Linked DNA regions of Anas platyrhynchos: region 2 is linked to region 1. A link is a contact called in public Hi-C data. All regions are on one chromosome and are shown on one strand. The core of a region is the stretch at or near the end of the contact, and the rest is flanking DNA. Distances in the headings are between cores, read along the strand shown. Region 1 overlaps LOC101789951 (a long non-coding RNA gene). Region 2 has its middle 39 kb from the start of SMAD6.

The links. Hi-C and Micro-C count contacts between places; a contact is called where the count stands out from the background.
Region 2: a Hi-C map of skeletal muscle shows a contact between it and region 1, with 3 times the contacts expected there. The contact joins two enhancer-like sites. A contact is called at or near these places in 2 of 8 Hi-C or Micro-C datasets (skeletal muscle and subcutaneous adipose tissue).

Annotation. Positions count from the first base shown.
Region 1 is chr11:23,053,330-23,061,104 of IASCAAS_PekinDuck_T2T, forward strand. All of the region lies in intron 2 of LOC101789951 (a long non-coding RNA gene), which reads left to right. Among named protein-coding and RNA genes, the nearest start is that of LCTL, 33 kb to the left of the region's middle. Within about 2 kb of position 4,607, at least 2 of the 8 cell types and tissues checked have an H3K27ac peak or open chromatin away from gene starts, as enhancers often do.
Region 2 is chr11:23,226,920-23,234,694 of IASCAAS_PekinDuck_T2T, forward strand. No RefSeq gene overlaps it. Among named protein-coding and RNA genes, the nearest start is that of SMAD6, 39 kb to the left of the region's middle. Within about 2 kb of position 4,717, at least 1 of the 8 cell types and tissues checked has an H3K27ac peak or open chromatin away from gene starts, as enhancers often do.

The DNA of each region.
Region 1 (7,775 bases), core at 3,357-5,856:
CAAAAAGGATGGTGAATGCTGTTAAAGTAAATCTGCATGTGCCATGAAGTAAGCATTCTTAATCTTCTGCAGTGTTTTTTAGCTCTGGATCTCTTCAAACCTGCTACCGACTGTCTGGCGTTGGAGCAAGCTACTTCTCTGCCTCTGCTTATTCCATAAAATGTGTTCCGAACATTTACGGGGAGACTGCAAGAGTTAGTATTTCTATAATTCTCTAAACATTTGAAAATGTAAAATATTTGCAGATGTAGTGCCATATGTAACTACACAGTGAGTGAGTTTTTTTCCTTGTACACTCTATTTCTGACCAATAAGGCTCCTGGCTGCCTGTTTCTCAGCTGTGAGACATTTAAGGGTCTTTTTTTGGGGGGAATGCATCCTGCAGACTGTGCTCCCAAGTCAGTTTTACCACCTCCTGCCCTGTTTTGTTGTTGCTTTCAGATGCTGCAAAGAGCATCCCGTGTTCAGCTGGCTCCGTGACTGATGCTTTGAGACCAGCAGCAGTTCAAAGTGGATCAGGGAACAGGCTTTCTTGTCTTTCAGTCTTTGCTAATTTTTACCAGTGCTTTTCCTCTGCTTTTGCAAAATATCCACGTGTTTCTGAAAGGCACTGAAAGCATTCACCCCCTGCTAACCCTGTCAATCTGACCAAAACCGAATTTCAGAGCACATCATTTGTATCATTTTCCCCACTACTTTCCTAAGGCTGACTCTTTCCCTCCTCTTCTCCGCAGCACCCCTCCTCCACAGGACTCTGACAATTTTATGGAGTTTCCCGTGGCCTCTCACCCTTTGTAGTTGCACGATGCTAATGAAATAACTAACAGATCATCAACATTATCACAGTGGATTTATGGAGCATATGGCATTCAGTCTTTCTGGTTAGCAGAAAGCTCCCTTGTCTGATGAAAAAACAGAACGTTTTTCAAAGAGAGAAATGCTCTGGATGAATGCGAGAGCTCGAGGAAAGACTGAAAATTCACTTCTCGCAGCTCATGTGCCTGTAAGGAGCGTAATTGCCGTAACTTCCTTGCTCTGAAGGGCTCTGGAGAAACCTGCCGTCAGGCACATGCTCTTGGGACCCTTCCAAGTGCCATCCCAAACCACTTCCTCGCTGTTTAATATTTTCCTAGTGCGCTTCCTTCCCATTTATCTTCATCTTTCCTGCCACTAGCAGTTCAGAAGAACTTTTTAGCATTAAATTGCGCTTGCAATTTACGGGTTTATTGTCCTCGCTTTGTGTCTGTTGCGCTGGGAGGTATGGAGCCACAGCCAGGGGGAAGGAAGAGAGAGCCTGCTCAGCACCCTCCTCTGCAAGCAGGGGGCAAACAGACCATACCCCGGCTGGATCCTGCTGTACCCTGAAGAGAGGAGAGCTCACAGCCCTAACGGAGACCCGCAGGTGATGGTGGGTGGCAGAGCCCCAACACTGCTTCTCTCGTGGCTCTGACTTTGTCTTTCTATCAGTTCACAGCTTACACGAACTGCTTTGTCAGTCTTCAGTGAGAACGGGCTCTGTAAGGCCAATTTCTGGGAATCCTCTACCTGCAAAAGTCCCAGTGATCGCCCTGGGGCCTCCAGTCACAGCAGCGCGGGCAAAAGGGGCTCATAAAGCAAAATTGCTGCTTTAAAGCTTTGGCATCCCTGGTCTTTTTACAATTATTGTAATCAGTCTATTTTAGGACAAGCTGTCCAATGACATCCTGGTCATTAAAAAACAAAACAAAACAACAAAAAAACACATGAAAATTCAACAGGAAATTCTGAATGTGAGTCATGCCTTTGTCTTAGTGTTTTTCAAGGATTTTTGGAATTGATTAAAAAAAGAAAAAGCACAAATCCCTGATGTTGACAGAAACAATCACAGAAAGTCCATGGATTGAGAACTCACTCAACAAAGAAGGAAAGCCTCTAAAGTCCAAATATTTACTCAGTGTAAAGTCTTTCTGATTAACCCAAAAAACAAAACCCAAAAACTCAAGAGGGATACCAAGACCTACTGGCCCTGCCGTTTCTCCTTTACCTAAGAGAGCTGAGTTTTGCCGTTTGGTGGTGGAAAAGTTCTGCACTGAAGGACACTGCAGAAATCCCAGATGTTTGTGAATATCAGATGCTTTCGGAGCCACATACACGAATTAATCCCATGCTCCCATCTGGAGTTTACAGACTCCTGACGAATGCATTAACAGTAGCTGCCAGCGAGCTGCGTTCCAAGGGCAGAAGTAAACGGCTGTAGAGCAGTATAGAAAAACAGAAGCACAGGAAGAGAAACTGGGACTCTGCAAAGGCAAGGATGTTCACGAAAATCCCCATCCTATGAGTTCACAGGGTTTAAATCTTTAAACTGATCATCGTCTTTATCACGGAAATGTGAAACCTTCTGCATGGGGACTGGTCAACAGCTGTTAATTTGGGATCACAGGTCTTTTATCTTAATGGCTTTGGACAGGGAATCCAAATTTCATTCCGAATCACACAAGAAAAACATATGGCCTTTAAAAAAAACCTTGTATCAGAATCACATTTAACATTTATTATTTGTCATTTTCCTTGTCCTCTTCGTGACTGTCATCAGGAAGCAGCAGAAAGCTTGCAGAGGGACTGGGATGCCATCCTGCAGCCTGCAAGCTCCAGACTCTGGCAAGTGCTTGTTCTTGGGAGGGACACAGTCCGTTTTTGGTGAGGACTGGGTTGCTCCATGGCCATCCTCAAATCATGGACTTGTGACATATTTCAAGGAAAAATGATGCTGGCTTGAGACCAGCCCTGAACAATGCAGGAGCACTGTTATCGACAAGACCAGCCCTCCAAAATCTGAGTCAGAAAAAATTTTAAAGGAAAAATAACCTTGGCTTTTTAATTTTGATTTCTTGCACTGGACTCCTGCATCCTAGCCACGTTTTTTCCCTCATAGCTTTGAGAAGCAGATTTATTTTCTTTTTTTCCTTTTGGCCAGGTAAACGCTGCGGCTCACATGAAAGTGAAGACAATATCAAATACTTCCAGCCTTGTGGTGTAAATGTGAGTGCAGGCAACAGTTCAGTAGTGTTAAAACTGCCTGTTAAAGCTCCTCGCAGTGCTGGGCATGGGGCAGGGCGATTCCTCCCCAGCCTCAGACTCTCACCGGGCACCTCTGAAGCGCGGGACAAAGGCACTGCCTGGCCGGAGCTGAGGAAGGGGTTAACTCCTGCTTTCTCCCTGCCTTTGCCTGGGTGCCTGAAGGAGACTGAGGAGAAGAAAGGAAATGGGTTGTGACTGCAGAGGCAAAACTGCGCAGTGTTACAGGCACTTGGGTTATTGGGCTGCTGCGGGGGCACGTGTGAGCACAAACCGCAGGCTGCTGGGGCCGCTGAGGGAGGTGAGGCATCGCCAGGCCTCACAGGGCTGCGGGACTGGGACGTGCTTGGGAAGGGCAAAGGGGTCAGGCCCGTGGTGCTCTGCCTCTTCCTCCTGCTCGTCTTGGGGTAGGACAAGTCCTCTGTGGGCACCTCGGGTGCTGCCCCATGGGGGGACAGGCGACGTGGGACTGCAGGACTGCCACAGTGCAAGTGACAGAACCGGCACATTCATTTTCCAAAATCCCATTTTTAATCCAAATTAAAATGCTGTTACAGGTCCCTGGAGTTGTCTCCCTTATGGATGTTCCCTCTGAAAGGATGAGGCTTCATCGGCCTGCAGCTGGCACGTGTAAAGCACTGCCTGGGAACTGCTGAGATGGGCGAGGAAGCAGCTCAGCAGCTGGGCAGGAGGAAGCCTTGGTCCTTCCCTCTCAAATAGGAGTCCCAGGAGCTGAGCTCCTCCTAAGAGGTGGCTGTGCGAGTGTCAGTGGCCCAGGTACCAGCAGATGGTGCTCAAGAACATGAAATGCTCTCCCATGGCTTTGAGGGCTGTTGAGCTTTTGAGGCTCTGCACTCCAAATGGCTGCTAGCGAGCAGCACCGGCCCTCGGCAGCTTTGCCATCCTCCCCAGCAGAGCAGCAGAGGTGCAGGACTTGGCCCCATGCTCCATTATTTTGCAGGGTTTAAGAACAGCCATGTGGGTCAGGCAAGGGTCCAACGCAGAGTGCTGGGGCAGGTGGACAGCTGTCCCCAACCTGTCCTGAAACAGAAGAAGGTGAGAACCTGGGCGCTCAGGGGTCCTGCTTCTTGTGGTCAGCACCATAAGTGGCCATAGCCAGGGAACGCAGCCGAGCCTTTGTGCTGTACTGTTGTGCCTCTTCCAAAACACGCAGATTGCCTTCACTTCTGTGTTGGCCTTCCCTCTTCATTTGTGCTGCTGATCACTGGTGTGGGACGAGGGAGTCTGCTCAAGGTGGTTGTAGGAAAATAGGTTTGATCAGGTCTTGATGCAGTTGCTTCACAAATGGACATGTTGTTTTTTTTTTTTTCTTTAAACCCCGACTGCAGAGTTGAAAAAGGAGCCCTATGCCCCGAGTGAAGTGAATTAATGTTTTGCAAAGGGAGGGTGTAATCATTTATTAGCATTGTGCTGGACAAAGTTCTTTGTCTTTGCGGATTTGGCCAAGTGCCCAGATTGAGGCAGGCTCTGACTTTTGCTTTAGTCTCTGAGATAACCGCTCAATGAAACGAGGCTGGAGTCGCCCCAGCTGACATGGATCCAGGGAGCGAGCCCTGTCAGGAGGAACAGGCTGGAGCAGTGCCAGGCCCGTCAGAGGTGGCCGAACTTTTTATAGATGTTTGGGGTATTTATGGGACGAGGGGAAGAAGGGCTCTGTTTGCAACATGAGTCCAGGTCCTGGTCAGGTTTTGCTTAACTGAAGGTGATTTGCTCATCTCTAGGACCAGACCTTATTAAAAGAAGGGTCAGTTTCTCTCATCTGTCATTTTTTTTTCTGTGGAGTATTGAATTTACTACTGCCTAAATTTCAAGACGTCCCTGGCTTGTTCTCAGCATTTGGTTCCGTATTCTGTTTCCTACGGACATGTACTCTGTGGCTGGCTTAAGCTTTGTTTGAAAACCACCGCCGACTTCAAGGGTAAAACCTTTCCAGTATGAACGCAGTTAATTTAGTATGAATGTCACTTTGAGCGTTTTCCCAACATAATCTCCTTAAAGGTTAATCATAAAGTGAAAGAATGTGCTCTGGATTCTGACACAATGCCTGACAAATATTTTCAGCAGGCCACCGCTAAAGAAACACAGGTGTGGTCTTACTCTTAATGTCTCTGAAATAGTGTTGTATCTTTGCAGAAACAAAGATAAATTGAGAGCTTAACCCGTTGGCTTCTTGGCATTTAAAAAAAAAAAATTATTTAACTTCCACTTGTTCTGTTTTTGCTCATCCGTAATTCCCTGTGGGAGATCGTGTTTCAGAGAGATGAAATACTCTTGATGTCTTTATGAAAAATGCAAACAATGTGTTATTTTTAATGATGCCTTAGACTTTCTGTTCTGTTGAATTCAGCAGGATGCTCGGAAGCCTGGGATTTACACGGTAAGCTTTAAAATGTTTTGGACTTGAAGACAAAGAGTTTAGGGAGATTAAATAATTTTATCGAGATATGTTAATAATTTCTGGGATTAATCCCAATGTTTTTATTCAGGCAAATCTACAATTCAATGTTCTTGTTCAAAAGTAAGCTGAAGAAAAAGGAGGGATTCTAAAATGTAGCTTTGCTTCAGCACTAAAGGGTGCCCCAAAGATACACGCGTATCTACTTCTAGCAGTTGGTGACAGCTTTTTTTTTTTTCTTTTTTAAAGTGTCCCCCTGTTTTTCTTAATATAACTTTCCATTTCCTTCTCAGTCTCAGAACCTACAATTAATAGATTTTGTTTTGTTTTGTTTTGTTTGTTTCCTGAGATAGGATTGTATAGAGGGAAATGGGATGTTTCATGGAAACATAGGAAATCTGTCCAGGTCCTGTCCTGGTCATGAGCACAGCTTCTACTAAATTATGTAATGTTACTGTCTACTCCGGGAATCTCAGTTTCATTCTCAGAATAACCTCATTTCAGGAGTTAATATGTGTGGAGAACTTGCCAGGGTAAGAAGCCTGTGTAGCTCTGATGCTGCTTCTTGCACAGGTCATTGCAGAGCTGAGGGAAAGCCCTTTATTGTGAGCGCAGAGTGTAAGTAGGTTCCTTACGCAGCAGCTGATTTATTTGTGCAAACACTTTTTGGCTTATCCTTTTACTCATCCCTTTATGATGTTCTTACCACAAGTATGCTCCTACCGATTCCCTGAGTCCCCTGCTCAGGAGAGGAAAGGCAGGATAGAAGGGAGCATGGAGAGCTTCCTCCTTCCTCTCCCCAAACTCCAATCCTCCTCACCAGAGTCTCACTCCCTCTGATGAGCCAAATGCTGCATTGGCTGTATGTGTGGCTTTGAGGGAAGAGGCTCAATGGGGGGATAAAAAACCATTTTTTTCCCCACCTCTGTTTTTCTTTCCCTCCAAGGAAGCTAATGGATGCATTTATTAGGCAACATTCCAGTTAAAAGTGCTCAACATTTTGGTGTTTGGTCCCTCTACTGCATTTGTGAAAACAAGTGTGTTAGACAAGGTTGTCTGCAGAAGGTGAGGGTCTTCTACCCTTTGGTCAGTCACTCTTCTATCAGAGGCCCAATTTTCTTCAGCTTTTATCCTTTCCACGTCTCTGGGAGGTGATCGTGGTACCCTCTTTTCACAGGTATGAGAATAAGACACAAAAAGGTGGAGACTTGCACAGTCACATAGCAGGGCAAGAAATGAAAATCAGGTTGCTAAAATCCTAGGTTCCAGCGCTGACCTCTAGCCCTCCTTTCCCTAATTGTGTTGGGAGAGCTCTGGCTAACTGAACATGCACACAGAAACCACGTAGGAATGCAGTTTTTAATGCCATTGTTTAGTCCACTGACTTTCACTGAGGAATTCCTTCACTGAGACGCGCAGTCTAGGCTTGACATGAAAAACTGATTAAAGGTTTTGAAAAAACAGAATAGGACTTTCCAGATTCTTCAAAAATAATTTCCTTTTTCCAGTATTTAAAATCTGGACAAACTAGAATTTAGACTTTTGGAAGTCTGAGGGGGGAAGAAAACCTCTCCTACTGTTAGAAATTCATTCAAGTCATGCTGTAAACTGGCCATTATGATATTTCATTTGTCAGCATGTACTACAATCACTTATTCGGGATCCCTTGGGCAGGCTGCCTTTCAAATCAATATTAATTATGTACCACTAGACAGTAGCTAATCTGAAAGAAAGAACAGGTTTCATTTAACAGATGACTGATGGTTCCTAGCCTCCCCGTGAGCGTGCGTTTTGGTTTTTGTTCTGGTTTCTCTTCTTTCTTTTGAGAAATCTCCAATCACAATATTGGAGGGCTAATTGTGTTTTGCTTTGTCTAATTTAAAAAAAAAAAAAAAAAAAAAAAGTTGTATTGCATTGCTTTGCATAAATCTAACACTGAACTCAGAATTATTTCTATCCCCATAATTAAGGTTCTGTGAGTTCTGTTAGATCCATCAGCAGAGAACTTGAGCTCCAGCACCTAATGCCTTCGGAGAGCTCACCCCTGGGTAACGTTTTTATTCTTTCTGGCGACTGTCCAGCGAACAACAGAGGAACGTGACGAAAGTAGCTTTGAAATGTGTGTTTATTGCATTGTCATCATGCCAGAAGTAGCCGTTCATCTGAAATTGGAAAAAGTATTCCTCATAAGCATCTGAGTTTCTGGGGAGTGATCTGCAGTAACCTTGAGCTGGATGCTCTGCTGGGATGGCTGAGCTTGACAGGTGATTTCTGTTAGGGTTAGATGGGGCTCCGTTTTCTT
Region 2 (7,775 bases), core at 3,467-5,966, 170 kb after region 1:
GGAGCAGCTGGGCATCGTTGGGCGCTGCTACGGACCCAATGGGTCCCAGCTGCGCTCCCCCAGCTGCGCTCCCCCAGCTGCTGGTGTTTGTTCATCAGCCCCAGCCCCTGTAGGAGGGGTAATAAACCCCTGACCAACCCCCCTTTTCCCCTTTGCAGCATTGTGAGCTTGGAGTTTGGGCTGGAGAGCTGGAGGTTTGCCAAAAAGCAGCGTTGAGCAGCAATATCTTGGTGTCAGAGCCCGGAGGTGCTTGCACCACCTGATGCTTCTCCGTCAAAAAGGTGGGTGGGAGCGTGCCTTGGTCGGTCCTTGCGGGATGGGGGTGTTGTGGGTTTAATGCCAGGGCTGGTGGAGCTCCCTCAGCCCCACAATTTCCTTGACCATGCAGAGCCTGATCCTGCAGGAGAGCCTGGAAGGAGCGGTCTGGCTCATGCTGGCTGCTGCAGGGATTGTCCCCAGGGGTGGTGGGACAGGGAGGTGTCTTAATGGGGTATTTGGGCTGCAAACCTCGCTGGGCACCTTCATCAGAGCACTAACAGAGGGGTCCCTGGTTGTTTGTGGGGTGCAGCCCCAGCCAATTAATGTCCCATTGGTAAGAGCACCCAAAAGTGCAATTCTCCCGGAATCGGGCCTGAGTCCTTGTGGGCTTTGGTGTGTGGAGTGTGTTTATTTGACAAGATCCTCTTAATTTGAGTAACATCATGCTTTAAAGCTGTCTGTGCAACGGGCTGATGAGAAGCAGCCAGTTGCTGCTGGTAGGTCCTGAAGATGTTCATCTTCTCTGCCCTTGACTTTCAGTGCTATTAAGACTGTGAAATATCTTTTGCTTGCCAGAATGGGAAAGAAATGAATGCTAAAAGGAACCATGCTCAGCTCTTACTGGAAAGAAAGGCTGAAATCCTATTGTAGCAATTTTTGCCACTGTTCTACAGGCTGTTAACCTTTAGACCCTAATCTTCCTTCTCAGGGCTTTATCTTTCAGTAGGAACATGGGGGATGTGTTCAATGCACAATTAAAAGCTGACTGTTCCCCTATAGCATGGACTGGCAAGGGGAAAAAAATTGCTGTTGACGCAGAGGAATGAGCTCCAGGTGATGCTGTTTGACTTCATGGTCACTGTAAGGAATTAAACTGCTCTGGTTCTTGGTTTTGGGTTGAAAATCAATATTTTTAACTGAGTTGCTGAAGGACTTGGATGCGTACCCACACTTCCAAAACCCCGGTGGCCCCAATAGGCTCGGGATGTGTTTGTTCCTCTGCTGTAGCTGTGCTTGTTGTTGGCAGTGGGGCAGGGGATGAGCTTTATCCGCTGCCCAAAGCATTTGGTGGCACCAGGACGGAGGCTGAAGCAGCCGTGTGGTCAGGGCTGCTGCTCTCCATCCTGCCTCCAGATGCCTGGCCTCAACCACAGCCCTTCTAGAGGGCAAAAATTCGGGTTTGCAACAGGTACAGCCCTGACATCGGGTCGAGGAGAGCCCGAGATGCTGTGGGTGACTGCGGAGCATCCGGGGTTGTTTCCTGTCAATAACTCCTTGTGCTTCCCTCAAAGGCCTTATGTTCCTTTTGGTGTGTGATGAAGCCTCGCTTGCTGCTTTGTGGATAATCCCCTCTATATTCCTGATTTATGAATGCGCTGGTGCGATGGACAAAGTAGCATCTGTACTATATACACTGTGGGAACAACCCAAAATTGCTCTGAAACTTCACTGGCTTACAATTATATTGGATTCTATTAAATTAAAACACATAGCACATATATTACACAATAAACCACAGCTATTTCATGGATCAAATTAAGTTTTATTTGGGCAAATTACAACCTTTCTTACAGTTGGGCCTTTGTGAAACCATTCCTTTTTAATAAAAGCAGGCATTTTTGGCAAATGCTCTTAAAGTGTGCATTCCCAATAACTGCTTATACTGTTGCTATTCTTTCTGGGATATATGTGGCTAATTATCTTCTCCTATTTAGGAGAGGTTCAAATGAGCAGAGTGGTATCTTCCCTTTCCTCCCCCCCCCCCCCCCCCCCGTGCCTCCCTTCTGCTGGAATTTCTTATTGCTTTCCGTTTTTATTAGCTTGGCTATGGAAGTCAGCAGAAAAACCTTCTCCTCGTTAAAAGCAGGAGCCTGTTTCCCGGAATTTCTGGGGAAAACGTGACTCTCACAGCCAGCCCTGGTTTGGGGCACAGAGCTGGAGACAGGGCCCGGGGAAGGGGGATGAGAAGCAGCGTGCGCACCAGGGAGCTTTTGGGGGGGTGGAGGATGTGACCCCTCTGCAGAGCCAAAGATTTGGGGGAAATGAAGGTGTTTCTTGAGGAGGAGGCGGATTGAGGTGCTCCAGCTGCCGTGGTGCTGGGGATTAGGTTTTCCTGCCTGTCTGAGGAGATGTAGGCTCTGGTTTTAAGGCTGGGATCTTGTCGATTCTTATTTAAGCATTTAGTTTCTGCTGCAGCTTTCCCTGCATAGGGACAGCTTGGTGCATGTGAGGGAGCGTGCCAGACCCCATGAGAAGCCTGTGGTTGCTCATCCTTGCGTGGATTTTGTTGAAATTGAGTAAAGGGTTCAAAAATTGTGGGGATGGACAGGCAGGGTCCCTCGCTTCCATGTTTCCTTAAAATCTTTGCTAAAAAATAAACCCAATCAGCCATGCCTTAGCTTTGGGAAGTGCTGCTTGCTGGTTTTCCTGCCTCCTGCTTTCCGTTCACTGTTGGGCAGGGATTAGAGCTACCGATATTTTCTGTGAATAATATTTCTCACGGTATTTTTCAGCCTGGACCAGGAAATAGAGGAAATGTCCTAAGTGCAGTCTTCCTCGGGTAACATCAGTGCGGCTTCTAGACCAGTGAGGCTGAGATAAACACCAGAGGAGCATCCAGCCGTGTGTAATCCTGAATGCACGGTGCAAAACCTCTGTAAGCTTTAGGTTCATATTTTTTTATATGGCAGCACTCCGGTGTAGTGTTTCCTATGGCTCACAAACAAAGGATGCCAAAAGCTGGATGTGCTAGCAGGTCTTTTCAGTGTGTTTCCAGTCTCTGCTTTAAATCCTGGTAAAACACAGGTATGGGATGGCTGCTCAACTCTGGTTCTGTTTTTTTTTGTGTTCAGTTTAGGGCATGGATGGTCCAGTAGCACCTCTGGGTATGGGAAGGATGCTCAGGCTGTTAGCTCAGTCGGGTGGGGATTTAGGGAGCACTTCGAGCTGTCAGTGTGGAATTCTTGGAATAAACTGTCCTGGGCACATTGCACAAAGCTTCAAAGCTTTTTGTCAGAGTTTTCCAAGTCCTTCTGGGCACTATTGTCATGAGATCAAGAACTATTATTTAGCCTCCCAAATCACATCTGGATGTGTTTAAGGGATTGTTTGGCATGATTGCATCTGGGGGAGGGTGTTAGCCCTGGCAGTGGGAACTGGTGCTCAGGGAAGTCAGTGCCAGCTGCAAGAGCCCATGGGCTGGTAGCATCTCCCCATCCTGTTCTCAGCCTTGGGAAGGGATTCCTGGGTCCAGTGGTTTCACCATCACTCTATATCTGCCATCAAGTGCTTGCTGAGGGGTTCCTCATCTCATGTCGGTGCCACAAGATGTGAGGTTAGGTGACAGCCCTGTGCTGTGTGTGGTGGGGCTGTCTGCATCCCCCAGAGGTGCTGTGAAGGGTGGATGTGGGCCCATGACACAGGCAGGTAATGGGATTATCCTTTTTCTAGAAGAGTCCTAGAATGGCCTCTTTTACGGATTTTTTTTTTCCCAAATAAACATCTCTGACCTGTTGCCTGCTTCCCGGAGGAGCCCAGTGCTGCAGTGTGATGTGATTGTGATCCGGGAGGTTTGGGCACTTTCTCAGTCGTTGGGACAGAGGCCCCAGTGCCTTGTGTTGGGGCAGGAACCCGGTGACAGTCACAGACCCCTTTTGATATCACAACAGCGTGGCTGTGTCACTTGGCTGGGGTCCGAGCCCAGCTCCATGCCCAGGGCACACCCTGCGGTCTGCGGGCACTGCAGGAAGAGCACATGCAAAGGGAAAAAGTCCCCAAAGCTTCCTTTGCAGTCTGGCTGCAGGTTTTGGAAGGAAACTTCTCTACCTGGTTTTGGCTACACCTTGCCCCTGGCTTGCTCACCCGGTATCTGTGGCTTCTAGGATCTTCCAGCCTGAACTGTATTTTTTTTTTTTTTAAGCTCAATGCTGCTCCATCTCAGCCCTGCTCTGAGAAGTGTCGTGGTCTCCTACTGAAACCCTGACCTTGATACCCAGATACCCAGCAGGGGTATCTGACATGCTGCTGAGCTTGGTTTTGGGATGCAGACCTGCAGCCCCAACCAATTCCTGGGGAAGTTCATGGTGGCTGGGGTGTTCCTGCTCCCAAAGGATGCTTGAGGGCAAGGTAAGAAGAAAACCCCCACTACCCTCTGGAAATTGCTTTCCTTCGCCTTATTCCACAACAACATACTCAACAGAAATAAGCGTCACACTGCATTTAGTTTTGAAGGTCTTGTCTGCCAAGCTTGAACACGCAGATCTCAACTGAGCAGGCACCGAGCGCTCGCAATGGTTAATTATTACCCAAACGGTGTCTGAGCGAGTCTGAAAGGGCTGAAGAATTATGAAACTGTAATGAGGGAGGCCCATTCTTGGCAAAAGCTTGAGTGATTCAAATGCTGGGGAATTCAGTGTGTTTTTCTTTCTTCTGAGGACTTTGAGAGCCAGCCGATGGTCCGGATTGCATGGTGGGGATTGAGTAGGCACAGCAGGCCAAGGGAGCTGGTGGTGTAAGGGCTTCAGCTCTGTCACATCAGCTCTTTCAAAATAGAAAAATAGCTTTGGGTCTATGGTAATCATTTCTTAAACATCCCAAGCATGTGAGTTTCTGGACCTGCCTGGTGCTGGATCTCAAGGAGAAGCTCACTTTGTGCTGTTTGGCTGGAGGGAGGCGCAGGTGGGACCTTGCAATGGCCATTTTCTCTGCTCACCTCTTTAGGGGTCTGTGTAGTCTTTAAGCTCACGTACTGGCAGTTCTCACAGGGAAGGGGTCTGCTTTTTTGTGGAGTTGCTCTTTGGCCTTGAAAGACCAAGAGAAAAAGTTGAAATGTGCCACCCCCAGACCTTCCTCCTCCTCAATGCTGTGTAACAGGAGGCTCCCTGCCACTTTTGGGGCTGGGTCCTTGGCATGGGAAACTTTTAAAATCTGGTTTTCTTCCTACAGACGCTTCACAGATCCCCTGAATCCTGTGGGAATGCCTCCAGTATTCTGACCCCGGGGTCTCCGTGCCCCTTTCTGAAGTATCCCTCGTGCTCCTTCTGCTCATCTGATTTTTCGGCTGTTTCACTTCCAGCTTTTCAAGGACCAGTTGCACATAGATGGTCAAAAAGGCTCTTCTGCTTTGCTCAAAATGTGTCCCAGGAGGAAAGTCCCCACCGAGCTGCCTTCCTGCTGCACGCAGTGAACTGCACAGGATTCCCCTGCTGTCATTGCTTCTGGCACTTCACAAGGGCTAATTCTTATAATTGTCTGCTCAGTGAAGTGTTTGCAGAGCAATCCTAGGTCCTATGCTCTGTCCCAGGGGGCGGCTGGAAGGAGATACTGGTGTCCTAGGTTGCTTCTGAGAGCTCTGCCTCTTTGGGGGTCCTCGTAGTCCCAGTGACACTGCTCAGGTGCCTTCCTGGAGCCTCTGGGCAAGCCAAGGAGCTGGCTCCTTGCAAAAATCTTTGCTTGGAGTCATCTGTCATGGTTTGGGGCTCAGCAAGGGGATATAGAAAGGTTTTCAGGTGCTTGGATTATCACCATGATGTGGTGGTGAGACTTCTTGTCATGAACACTGAGACAATGCAAGGGGAAGGGAGCAGCAGGAGGGGGAAATCCACCTGTCTTCTGGGATTGGGGTGCTGGTTGTTGGTTGATTGACCCCAGGCTCCAAGGTGTGTGTGGTGATGAGCTGATGAGTGGGATCACCAAGCTGCTGGCACCACCAGACCTACATCTAGAGGGCTTTGTGGGGAGCTGGAGGAAGGATGGAGGCACCCAAAGAGCTTCTCCAGAGAAAAGACATCCAGAATGCTCTTGTGAGCCACGAATTCCTTCATCTTGTAACACTGCATTTCTTGTCTTTCCTGCTTTAAAAATCACGAAGAAACTTAGAAGCTGATTAGTTTGAAGGATGCCCCATTTTGTGGTTTCTCACCTCCAGCTTAGCACAAAGATGCAGCCTTGCAAATTGCTGCAGTTCCATTAGATCAGCACTTTCTCATCAAAAAACGTTCTCACAATTTTTTGCTTGGCTGTGGAGTCGAAATCAAAACAATGATCAGTTGACCTAAAAGACAGACGGGGATTTTTTTTTTTTTAGTGTTCTGCTTTTTGCATTTTCTTCCCCCTTGTCTCTGGGAACGACCTGTGCGTTGTGAGTGGCCCCTTGGAGTTCCTCCTATTTTGCAGATGAAATCATTGCAAATCCCAAGAAGCAGGTTAACGGAGATGGCAGAAAGCAAGTGTTATTTCTAGGGGATGCCATGCATTTAATAAAATGTTTCTATTATGGGCAGGCAGTCCCTGCTAACCCTGCTTTAGAAGGAACTTGTTATAACTCCACACTGTGACCTGTTTGTATCCAGGTCCTCCCCATGGCACAAGCCACTGCTGGAGCTGTGCTTATTTCCCCCAGGGCCTGAGAGCATTCTCCTTTCCTGGAATTTGGGGACCGAGGTGTCATGTCCGTGTGGGTGCCCTCTCCCTGCACTCACCCCCTGTAGTTGTGCAGCACAAAGAGCAAGGGCTGCACCAGTGGGACCCTTACATAAACCTCCAGGGTGAGAATTTCCCTGCAGGAGGGCAGCCCTCCATCCGTGGGAACACATCAGGGGACTGACTTTTTCCCAGTTTTACCAATCCTTGAAATTTGACTTAATCCAACCACAGCGAGCCTGTTCCCTGCACTGGGTTTAGTGGGCAGGCCTTAAATACGCAGGATTTGTGCTGCTGTCGGTGTAAGTAACCTATTAAATCACAGCGTGTGTGGAGTAATTTGGGCAGCGAGACTGCAACATCTGAGGTGACTCCAAGTGTGTGGTGCCCTGATGGGAACTGACCTCAATATTTATTTTCCTTTCTAGCAAGGCTTGATAGCCGTGTCCTTGAATTCTTGCATTAGTAAACAGCCCAGGGAAAAGCGTACACGAGCTGGTATCGAGCAAGATGAAAAGGGGCCATGTGCTGATTTTGGAGTTGTCTAAGAAGCAATTCACTCTAAAACCAGGCCAACTCTGAAATTGTCAGAAGGATTACAAGTGCCTCAGCTTAACATTCATAAACTGTGGATTATCAATGTAGGAGAGAGCCACGAGTCCATCTTTTAATGGGATGTTGTGAAATGTGTTTCCTTCAGGATGAGTATGGGGGTGGTGGGAGATCAGAGCTGCTGATCAGATCGTGTAGACCACGGGCAGTGCTCCTACAGCTGTGCTGCCCTGTAAGAACCCCTCTGTGTCTGAGCTGGCTTCAGTAATATATATATGCCTCAGAGGGAACCAGAGCAAAGGTTGGTAAAGCTTCTGGGTGTCACCCCTTAGAGCAGTGGTCCTGGAGTCAATGGAAAACATCTGCAAAATGATCACAGAAGTCTATGCAGGCAGAAAAATAGCATAGGGGGAAGTAGCAGAAACTTTCAAAGCTCACCCTACTTCTTATATGGTTGCAAACGAACATGACTGAGGATGTTAAAGAGGTTGTTCTTACTCTATATATCAAAGCACCTCTGGGATTATGGTGTTGAGATGGGCTGG